Linked DNA regions of Mus musculus: region 2 is linked to region 1. A link is a contact called in public promoter capture Hi-C data. All regions are on one chromosome and are shown on one strand. Each heading gives the region's core, a stretch centred on a gene start, on an enhancer-like site or on the middle of the called end of the contact. The rest is flanking DNA. Distances are from core to core; before and after follow the strand shown. Region 1 overlaps Nod1 (nucleotide-binding oligomerization domain containing 1). Region 2 overlaps Gars (glycyl-tRNA synthetase).

Region 1 (4,966 bases), core at 763-3,262:
CCAGCCTCAGCCTTTTGGATACTGGGGCTACAGGTGTTCTCCACTCCACCGGGCAGAACATGGGATTTTCAGTAAGTATGGGTAATGGTTTATACTGATGGACAACTTGCCAGGATCTAGACTCCCCGGGAAGACCAACCTCTGAGCATGATATGGGGAGTTTCTAGATTGGGTTAACTGAGGTAGGCAGCCCCATGCTGGATGCGGATGGCACCCTTCCACGGGCTGGAGCACCACCCTTCCACGGGCTGGAGCACCGTCGTGCTAAGGAGAAAGTGAGCTGAGGATCAGTGCTCACCTCTCTGCTCCCCCGCAACCCCCAGTGTGAACAGCTGTCTCACGCTCCTGCTACCATGCCATCCTTAGCGGCATGGACGAGGCATGGACAGTAGCTTCAAACCGTGAGCCTAGATAAATCCTTTCCTCCTTCCGCTACTTTTCTCAGGTCTTTTGTCCCAGCAAAAGAATAAGTAACTAACACTACGTTAGCAAGGTCTCATGAGTATGGGGAGGCAAGAGTACACAGCAGGGTAATTCAACCTGCTCACAAATAAAGATAGTGGGAAGTGAAGGGTTAAATGGCCTATAAGAGAGATGGGGGGGGTACCCAAAAGCCATATCTGTAACACCCACTTACTAAGTGGGAGGATTCCAGGTTTCTAGAGACAAGCCATCTGGGGCATGGATGCCAAGTCCTGATGTGAGGAATGATAAGAGGCAGCTGCACGGATGAACAGCAGTGCAAGGGGAGGGGAGGAAGGTGGGGAAGGGGAGGGAGGGGAGAAAGGAGGAGGGTGGGAAGGAAGGAGGAGGGAGGGGAGGAAGGAGGAGGGAGGGGAGGAAGGGGAGGTGCCTTTGGGCCAGGCGTGTGAAAGCTGGGCCTGTTTTGAGGGGACTTCTGGCACCTTCAGCTAAGCTGAGAGTAGGTGGCAAAGCCTGCTTCATCCCTGTGGTGGGCCCGGGTTTGTGGAAATAGCTGGGAGAGATTTAATTCACCTTTTAAATAAAGAAGTGCTTTTCAGTTCTGAGTTCATAACCCGTGCAACCTCGGCAATAATGACCAGACCCAACCCTCAAAAATGACTCAAAATGTTACCAGATTACTGTCAGTGTGGTGTTCTGCTTCAGGGCCTGCGCAAGGCTCTTCCCTCCCTCCGGAGAGATGCCATTGAATGCAAGACTAGAAAGGAAGACACAGGGGACGGATTATTACAGGCCTGTCCATGGTTGGCCTTGCCGTCGACACTCAGTCACCTGGGAAGTATCTGTCTGCACACAGCACCAGGCAGGAAGCGGGGTGCTTGGCCCAACAGCAGGAGCCTGAGGGTCTGAAAAGACCTTGTAGAAACAAAGGGAGAACTCCAGGGTTTGCATCTGAGCTGACGGCCAAGGGATCCTGGTGCTCTGAAAGAGGACTGTGCCAGGCTTGTATGTGTGAGGGCATTCACAGGGCTGCTCAGACCATCTGAGAGTTTCAGAAACCCATGGAGTCTTGGACTCCTTTCCATGGTAGAGCCTATAAGACTCTAAGACTCCAAGGCTCTGGGGTCAGGCAAGGACACTAATGGATGGCTGTTCACAGGAAGGGAGGGCCCCCTCTGTCCTAGAGTCATTTGAGAAAGAGGAAGGAACGGGAACCTGCCTGCCAGTGTCCCTTCCGTTTTATCTGGGCTTGAATATTGCTCCTAGCCTCTGCCCCTACAAAGGGTGCCACATGGAGAAACTGAGGGGCTTCAGGTGTCCCGTGTCATCCTGTTGTTCACTGGGCACTTAAGAATAATGCACTTGACCAAAAACTCACACCCACTGAGGAAAACTTCAGCAAGAGAAGCCAAGTGCCAATCAATGTTGCCCTAGTAGAAAAGACAGGCACCCCCTCCCAACAGTTCCTCCCCAGGTCCCTGGAGCCCATATCTCAGAAGGCACGTTACCTGAGAGTGGTCAGGCTGGGGTGGTCCTTCAATGCCTCTGCGAAGGCCTTTGCCCCTTCGTCTCCAATCTGATTACCCCACATCCTGAAAGCAGAGGTAAGAAAAGGACTGTTCCGCGGCCACACCTCCAGCTGATGACAGCTGCCCTCTTGGTTCATTCTCAATAGGCAACTCCCAGAGCAGTTACCTCAGGCCCAGCCTGCAGCTGCCTAAGAAGCCAGCCCTGGGCTACAGTTACAGAGAGCTGTGAAAACAGCAACAGCCTTAAGTCCAGAGAGGCAGATCAGCAGGTTGCGCAGCTCGCAGCTCGAGACCAGCCTCTCTGAACTTTGAGAAGGCTCCAGTGGGAGACACTCAGCCAGCAACTGCCCTAGAAAGAAAATCCCAGGCCACTCTGAAGAGCTGTGCACAGGAGTTAGATGTTCACCCTGGATCAACTGAGGTAGCAAACGGATGGCCACTGGAGATGATTTTGGCCTCCCAGGAAGCCAAGAACTGGAGCTGTGGCTGAAACCTCACCAGCAACCTTACTTGTATGTGGCAAGAATGTTGCCAACCAGGGCCTGAGTTCCACTTCAGTCTCGGTGGATAATTAGAACACTGAAGCTGATCTCCCTGGCCAGGCAGACCTCTCAGAGGGCAAAATAAACAATCTGCCTAGTGAAAGTCTCACATCGAGCTCTGCCTCTGGGAAGAGAAATCTCAGTGGAGAACCCGCCTCCATCAGATGGACCTATAGGAAACTCTGTAAGGCTGGAGAACCCGCCTTCATCAGATGGACCTATAGGAAACTCTGTAGGGTGTGTTCTTGAGGTATGTAAGAAGGCAGGCCGGAGTGAGCCCCAGAAGCTAGCCAGTAAGTAGCAAGCCTCTGTGGTCTCTGCTTCAGGTCCTGCCTCCAGGTTCCTGCTTGAGTTCCTGCCCTGACTTTCCTCAATGATAGGCTGTGACGGGGAAAATGTTAAGCCAAACAAACCCTTCGGTCCTCTAGCTGATTCTGGCCTTAGTGTTTATCACTAAGGCCATTAAAAAAAGTAAACAAAGACAGACACCTATACTGCCTGTGCAACCTCGGGTAAGCATTTAAATGTCTTCAGCCCCAGTTTCTGAAATCCTCCGTCAAACGGGATAACAAGGGCAGCCTTTGCAGAGCATTGAGAGAGGTTGTGTGATACCATAGATGGCAGCCCTTAGAACAGTGCCTGGCCTGGAAGGGCTGGCTGTTTCCATCAGGAAGAGAGGCTCTGTCCCAGGGAACAGGATAAGCTCCCCAGTCTGCCCTCTCGAAACAGCTCCTGCCCTTCATGAAGAGCCAACAGGCTGCTTTCAGGTATGGGCTACAGGTTCCTGTTTTCAGCTGGGGGGGAGGGGGGGGAAGGCATGCACAATACAATTGAGTGGCATAGTTTTTAAGTAAAGTGTCAGAATATTTATGATGTGAAACTAAGTGGGAAAAAATGAAGATAAAATCTGTCCACGTGGTTGACTTCTGTTATGTAAAAATAATAGAAGAGGGAGATGGTAGAGTTTACATGGTTTCAAATACCAATGACAATGAGCTCTTGCTCTCTCTCTCTCTCTCTCTCTCTCTCTCTCTCTCTCAGGCTAGCCTTGAACCTGATATATAGCTGAGGCTGGTACTAATTTGTAACCTTCTTGCCTTCACCCTCCAGAGTCTAAGATTCTGGGCATGTACAACCATATCCAGCGTAAAACCATATAGTTTCTCGAGAAACCCACCTATGTTCTTTTCACAATCTAGGAAAAATTACCACGCCATAGGAGTTTCTTAACCACAAGGAGATACCACTCCTGTCAGCAAGATGGCTACAGTTAAGACAGAAAAATAAAAAATAACAAGTGCCGGCAAAGAGGTGAGTGAAATGGAGCCCACGTGCTCCACTGGCAGGAGTGTAAACTGAGGCACTGCCATGAGAAACATATGAGGGCCTCCAAGAAATCACACAGAGGGGACAGAGCTGGTTCCAACGGTGGAAGGACAAGGGTTTGATTTCCACACCCATATGACAGTTTATGGTCATCTAGAACTGAAGTTCCAGGGTCTCAGGTGTTCTCTTTGGTCTCCGTGGCACCAGGCGGTACACAAACATACATGCAGTCAGAAGATCCATATCCACAAAATACAACTTTAAATTAAAAAAATATATAATGGAGAAAAGAGAAATCAAAAATAGACTAAACATTCTACTGTAACCCCGGTGGGGGGCTGGTTAACCACAGAGAGTGCAAACAGGATCTAGCAGATATGCCTGTGCTCCTGAGCCTGTCACCAGTGTTCACAACCCACATGCCTAGTGACAAGCAAGCCAATGAGCAAATATCCAGAGAACAGTCAGCCTGAAAGGAAAGAAACTCCCACACGTGATAACAGGAATGACCCTGGAGGCAGAATGACCCATGGGGTGTCACATTAAGTGAAACAAGCCATCACTAAGCTAACTAACTAACTGTAATGTACTCACTTCAAATTTGGATGCCTAGAAATAGATAGCAAGCCAGTTCCAGAGCCAAGAAGCACTTTGGAAGGTATAGTCTTAGGGCTGTCTTACATATATGAATCAATACCACTGAACTGCACAATGTGGTGAAGGTGGCTGACTTTATAGTTGTGCCTTTTACCATAAATTTAATATTTAAAAAAAAAAGCTACCCAAAGGATAATACAGTCTCAAAACCAAGACCATCTGCTGGCAGCGGTGAATTCACAGAGCTAGGATGGCTCCTTCCAGTCCCAGTCACGAAGACACTGACTTCCAAATGGGTAATTAAAAGTTTGTGTAGCTCTTGAGTGTCACTGTCTCTGGGACTTCCCACCTATTTTTTATGCACTAGTCACCAGGGTGTCTGTGCTGCTGACCCCTGGGTCCTTCTGGCTCACCGGTGTCCAGAGCTGGCAGGCTGTGTGCACCCATGTGTGTGGGAGGTCCCTTCTACTCACCCAACATCAACGATGGAGGTGCTGTTCTTCACAGCCAAAGCCACACACTTCCCGCCCTCACTTGTTATTCTGTTTT
Region 2 (4,966 bases), core at 1,761-4,260, 120 kb after region 1:
ATTGTCTCACTTACAGTAACTAAATACTAAAGTCACTGTAGGTGAGGATCTGCTGAGCTGTGAGTCTTAGCTCATCAGATCCCTGATGGCTTTGGCCTTCGCTAAGCTTGAATTATCCTGAAATGTCATATAGCCTTAAGACAGTTTGTAAATGTGTATAATCTAGCTAATCTCTTTTTTCCTGGGCAAGAAATACTTGAGAGGGTAGAAGAAAGTTTTCTCAGGGCATGTGTCTCTGTCTGCCATATATTGTTACTTTAGATGTAGTTTCCATCTTGATATGCATGAATCTAAACTCTAGATAAACATACTTGTAAGCATAGATTTTTTGTACGTACTTTTAATAAGGGTTCACCCTCTCCTCTACCCTACCACCCAGCAGAGGTAGTGGAAGAGAAAAGTCTTTAGGATGTGGGGGAAGTGGACCTGTTCAGCAGTAGTTGTTTAGGGTGAGCTTGCTCTTCTTTCTCAGCAGTTCAGTCGCATAGCAGACACCAAATATGGCTCAGCAGCTGCAGACCAGTCCTCTAGGCAGGCAGACAACAGGCTCTAACCAACAGCTTTGGTCCAGTCCTTTGAGCAAGCAGACACCAGGCAGCTGTAGCTCAATCCTGGAGAAACCACCAGGCTCCCCAGCTGGCCTGAGATGAGGCTGCAGAAGCTAAAAGCTGCTGTGGGGGTCTCAGGAGCAGTTCTTGGGCAAGTTTCTCTCAATGGCAGAGTTAGCACAAGTTGAGCTCGACAACACAACTTAAGGTGAACCAATACATGCCTGTGGTGAGCAGAGACTAGAAAGGTGGAGCAAACCGAGGCTCAGCACTCATCCCCCACTGTCTGTGGGGTCATATTTATCAAGTGTCCTCTCACATGTCTGCTTCAGGAGAACAGTCTTTCACGTGCTTGCTCTAGCAAGACATCCTTTCACTTGTGTGTCCCAGCAGAACATCATTTGAAGTAACTAGAAGTGTGTGTTCACTTGTTGGTTTGCTTGTTCACTTAGGACCTCTGGCCACGTAGACAAATTTGCTGACTTCATGGTGAAGGACGTGAAGAACGGAGAGTGCTTCCGAGCAGACCACCTGTTGAAAGGTATGCGTCTGCATCTTTCTTGTACTTCATCAAAACAAGGTTGGACTTATTTCTCAAGTTTTTCTGTTTTTTAAAAATTGGCTTGTTTTAACATATTCAGACTAAACATACGTTTCAAGCTTATGTTACAGAGTCACCTACAGATTAGTTATATTCAGGTAGTAATTTTTCTAATCAGCAAGTGATCAAGACATTATTATGGGCCGGGACTGTAGTTCAGTGGTAGACTGCTTAGCATGTTTAGAGTCCTGGATTCCATCATCAGCACGAGGTTTTCTACCTAGGTAACATCAAGACCTCCCTGCGAAAGTGTCAGTGAACAAGTAGAAGATAAGAACATTAGCTTCGGGTCCTGGAGAGATGGCTCAGCGGGTAAGAGCACTGGCTGCTCTTTCAAAGGTCCTGAATTCAATTCTCGGCAACTACAGGGTGGCTCATGACCATCTGTAATGGGATCTGATGCCCTCTTCTGGTGTCTGAAGAGAGCAGTAGTGTACTCATATACACATAAAATAAATAAATAATATATTCATATATAATATATAAATTTTATTTATATAATATATATTTAAAGATTTATTTAATATTATAATTAAGTACACTGTAGCTGTCTTCAGATTCCCCTTAAGAGGGCGTCAGATCTCATTATGGGTGGCTGTGAGCTACCATGTGGTTGCTGGGAATTGAACTCAGGACCTTCAGTAGAGCAGTCAGTGCTCTTACCTGCTGAGCCATCTCTCCAGCCTCTCCCCACCCCTATCCCAAATATATAGTTTGTATTTGTCTTCATTGCCCAGCATTGGCGCTCAGAATGTGCCCTCCTTCCTTGCTGGAAACTGTCGCTTACCAGCACTGTTGTTCTAGCTCATTTACAGAAACTGATGTCAGATAAGAAGTGCTCTGCTGAGAAGAAGTCAGAGATGGAAAGTGTCTTGGCCCAGGTGAGCAGTCGGGAGACACATCAGAACAACCCACGCCTGTCTGGAGTTCTGCCTGAGCAAAATGCATTTACAGTTTTTCTTACACTGTGTCAGTCATGGAGCATACCTCACGTTTTCTTCTGTGGCTAACGACAAACAGTTGTGGTCCTACTTTTCTTCCTGTGTCTTTTCATCGAAGTCTCTGTCTAGCCCAAAGTAGTCTAGACCTCATGACTAGCACAAGCTGGCCACCAGCTTGATGTGATCCCCCTGCCTCAGCCTCTCAGTTGTTGGGATTACAAGCATAGCATTCATGCCTAGCTCTAAAGCCCATTGGTCTGTCTAAAACTGGGTAGAGAACTCTCACATTTGCTGGCTTGTTTTGGTTTTGTCAAGTTTACTTATTTACCTTGTGAGAGAAGGAGTGGCCCCTGCTGTGGTCTAGGGTGGAGGCCAGACAACAGCTATAGGGAGTCAGGTTGGCACTCTCCTTCCTCTGCATAGATCCCTGGGTTTGAACTCAGGCCGTCAGGCTTGGTGCTGAATACCCTTTCCCACTGAACTGTCCCACCTACCCACTTTGGGTTATTTTGTTTTGTTTGTTTGTTTTTAAATCTTTTTGAATTGGCATTCCTCATCAGCCTTCGCCACCATGCTGATTTTTAACATTTTGCTTTTCTTTCATGGAAATTGCTAGACTCTTTGCTACCCTTAGCCTATTTTTCTTTTAAGCATGTACATTCTTCTCTGATAATTAGTTTTGCCTTCCAACATCAGATGTAAAATTTTCTTCTTTATTTAAACACTTTGTTAGTCTGCTTGCTTACCCATCTAGCAGTGTCAGTCCCTGTGATGTTTAGTTTGTCACTTGCCTGAAGCTTGTCACACTAATGCTGTTAAGTTTAGAAAGTTGTTATTATTATTTTTTTTAATTATACTTCTACTACAGTTGCAGCTCTTTCCAGCGCTGGGAGTGGACCTGTGGCCTGTGGCCTCAGTCTCATGGGTTCCTTCTATTTCCTTCCTTTTCCAAGGCTTCATGTTTATTAAAGGGAAGTGAGAGATGCCACTAATTGTCGTTGATTTATTTTATTTTTTGTTTTTGGAGACAGGGTTTCACTACATAGCTCTGGCTGTCCTGGCTCACTATGTAGACCAGGCTGTCCTGCCTCTGCCTACTGGGATTAAAGCTGTGCACCACTATGCCTGCCTTTCCCCCTCTGATTTCTTGTTTTCCGTTCAGCATTACTAACTCCAAGGCATATAGTCATATATATGCCTTGGAGTGTGTCTTTGATCTTACCTGTTGCTTTCATTTCCAAGTAAAGTAAACTTTGAGACCTGAGGACCTGTGATTGCAGTTTGAACACTAGACTTTCGTATTCAGGACAGTGATTTTTGTTGCAGTTGTTATATATAAAACCTCAGTGAAGAGTGAGGATGGCAGCTGACACAGTTCTCAGAAATGACCTCTAGCCTCATGGCTCAAAGCCCAGCTGGTATGGAGCCATGTCATGGCAAAGCCATACTAGTTCATGCCGTGATTCCAGTGCCACTGTGGGACTGTGGGAGCGTCTCTGAAGCGCAGATTCACTCATCCATAGGAAGAGTTCTTTCTTTCCTTGTGTGGACTCAGCCACTGATGCTTGCTTCCTTGTTTCCCTGTCTGTCTGTGTGGTCTCAACTGGGACTGCTTACTTCCCTTGCTTCCCCTCACCCCCAAGCTTTGTTGACCTTTGTCTGCATTTACAGATTCGTAAAGTCAGCTTTAAAACTTTTTATTGTAAAAAATAAAATAAATGTTAGAGAAAAAAATCTTGTCACTATTCACATGGCCCTGCTTGTTCATCTCTGACTGTGTCATCACTAGAGCTTAGACACTTGGTACGTGCTCGCTCGTCTTCATGGGGCCGTCACTGTGCAAATGGCCCAGGCCCACTGGATGACAAGCATTCCAAAATGACTTTGTCCTCTGCTGTTTCTTTTGACTGAAGAAAATGGGAAAGTTCCCTTTTCAGCCATAAAGAAAATGGAGACTCCATCTTTGACCCATGCCTCTATCTTGCTTTAAACGATGTGTCGGATCCTTACTATCCATCTAAAAGTGCACGGGCCATCATTTTCATAAAGTCCAAATGGACGCAGTGAGATCCCACCTGTCTGCACGGTTTTGTGCTGTTCTCAGTTCTGATTTAGGAATTAAAGACTGATACTTCTCCTTTAGTGGTAGCTATTGCTGATGGTTGGACTGTCTCGTTTGAGCTGCAGGAGTGTCCACTGAGTCTCTCAGTACACCTTAGCACTCTTCGGTAACTTCCTTGCTCACTGATATGACAGGATACTTTTAGGCTCATTCTGTTTGCTTCATGTCTCAGACCTGGAGTCAGCCGTTTTTCCCCAGGCAGACCTCGTCCTTGTTAGTGGATTTTTCCTGGTCATATGTTGGGCTGGTGACCTGCACTTAGTGTGGTTGGAGCAGTGGTGGGACGAAGCTGTGGATAGTACTTGATCTTGTGCCTTGTTCTGTAACGTTTGCACTCATTATCTTCTCTCTGTGCCCCTTAGCTTGATAACTATGGACAACAAGAACTTGCGGATCTTTTTGTGAACTATAATGTAAAATCTCCCACCACTGGCAATGACCTGTCCCCTCCGGTACCTTTTAACTTAATGTTCCAGACCTTCATTGGGCCTGGAGGAAATATGCCTGGGTACGTATTGTTTTTCATTTATTTGTTTATCTAACACACTTATTAAAATTGCCTGTGACAAAAGGTAAACTTGAGGGCCAAGAGGAAGGCTGCGAGTGGGGGTTGTGTTCGCAGAAGTCCATGATCCTCAGACCTTCCAGTAAGCTTCACAGGATAGGCAGGTGGAGAGTGCTTTATGTCATTGAGTTTGCATTATATTTAGAAATGATTGAATCCATCCATTGCGGTTTGCATTTTGTGCTATGT

The links. Capture Hi-C pulls out chosen DNA fragments and counts their contacts.
Region 2: a promoter capture Hi-C map of adipose tissue shows a contact between it and region 1. The contact joins two enhancer-like sites. A contact is called at or near these places in 5 of 484 Hi-C or Micro-C datasets (the AML12 cell line, embryonic stem cells, myeloid progenitors and 1 more), 3 of 115 datasets of contacts at active chromatin or transcription factors (effector CD8 T cells, embryonic stem cells and memory CD8 T cells) and 2 of 9 other capture datasets (adipose tissue and liver).

What each region holds. Positions count from the first base shown.
Region 1 is chr6:54,932,464-54,937,429 of GRCm38.p6, forward strand. It overlaps Nod1 (nucleotide-binding oligomerization domain containing 1), which reads right to left. Exons shown (of 12, transcript NM_172729.3): 7 at 4,891-4,966; 8 at 1,932-2,015; 9 at 1,097-1,180. Among named protein-coding and RNA genes, the nearest start is that of Nod1, 38 kb to the right of the region's middle. Within about 2 kb of position 2,013, at least 54 of the 459 cell types and tissues checked have an H3K27ac peak or open chromatin away from gene starts, as enhancers often do. A contact at or near this core is called in adipose tissue, where this site is marked.
Region 2 is chr6:55,051,176-55,056,141 of GRCm38.p6, forward strand. It overlaps Gars (glycyl-tRNA synthetase), which reads left to right. Exons shown (of 17, transcript NM_180678.3): 5 at 1,001-1,089; 6 at 1,954-2,030; 7 at 4,575-4,720. Among named protein-coding and RNA genes, the nearest start is that of Gars, 16 kb to the left of the region's middle. Within about 2 kb of position 3,011, at least 11 of the 459 cell types and tissues checked have an H3K27ac peak or open chromatin away from gene starts, as enhancers often do. A contact at or near this core is called in adipose tissue, where this site is marked.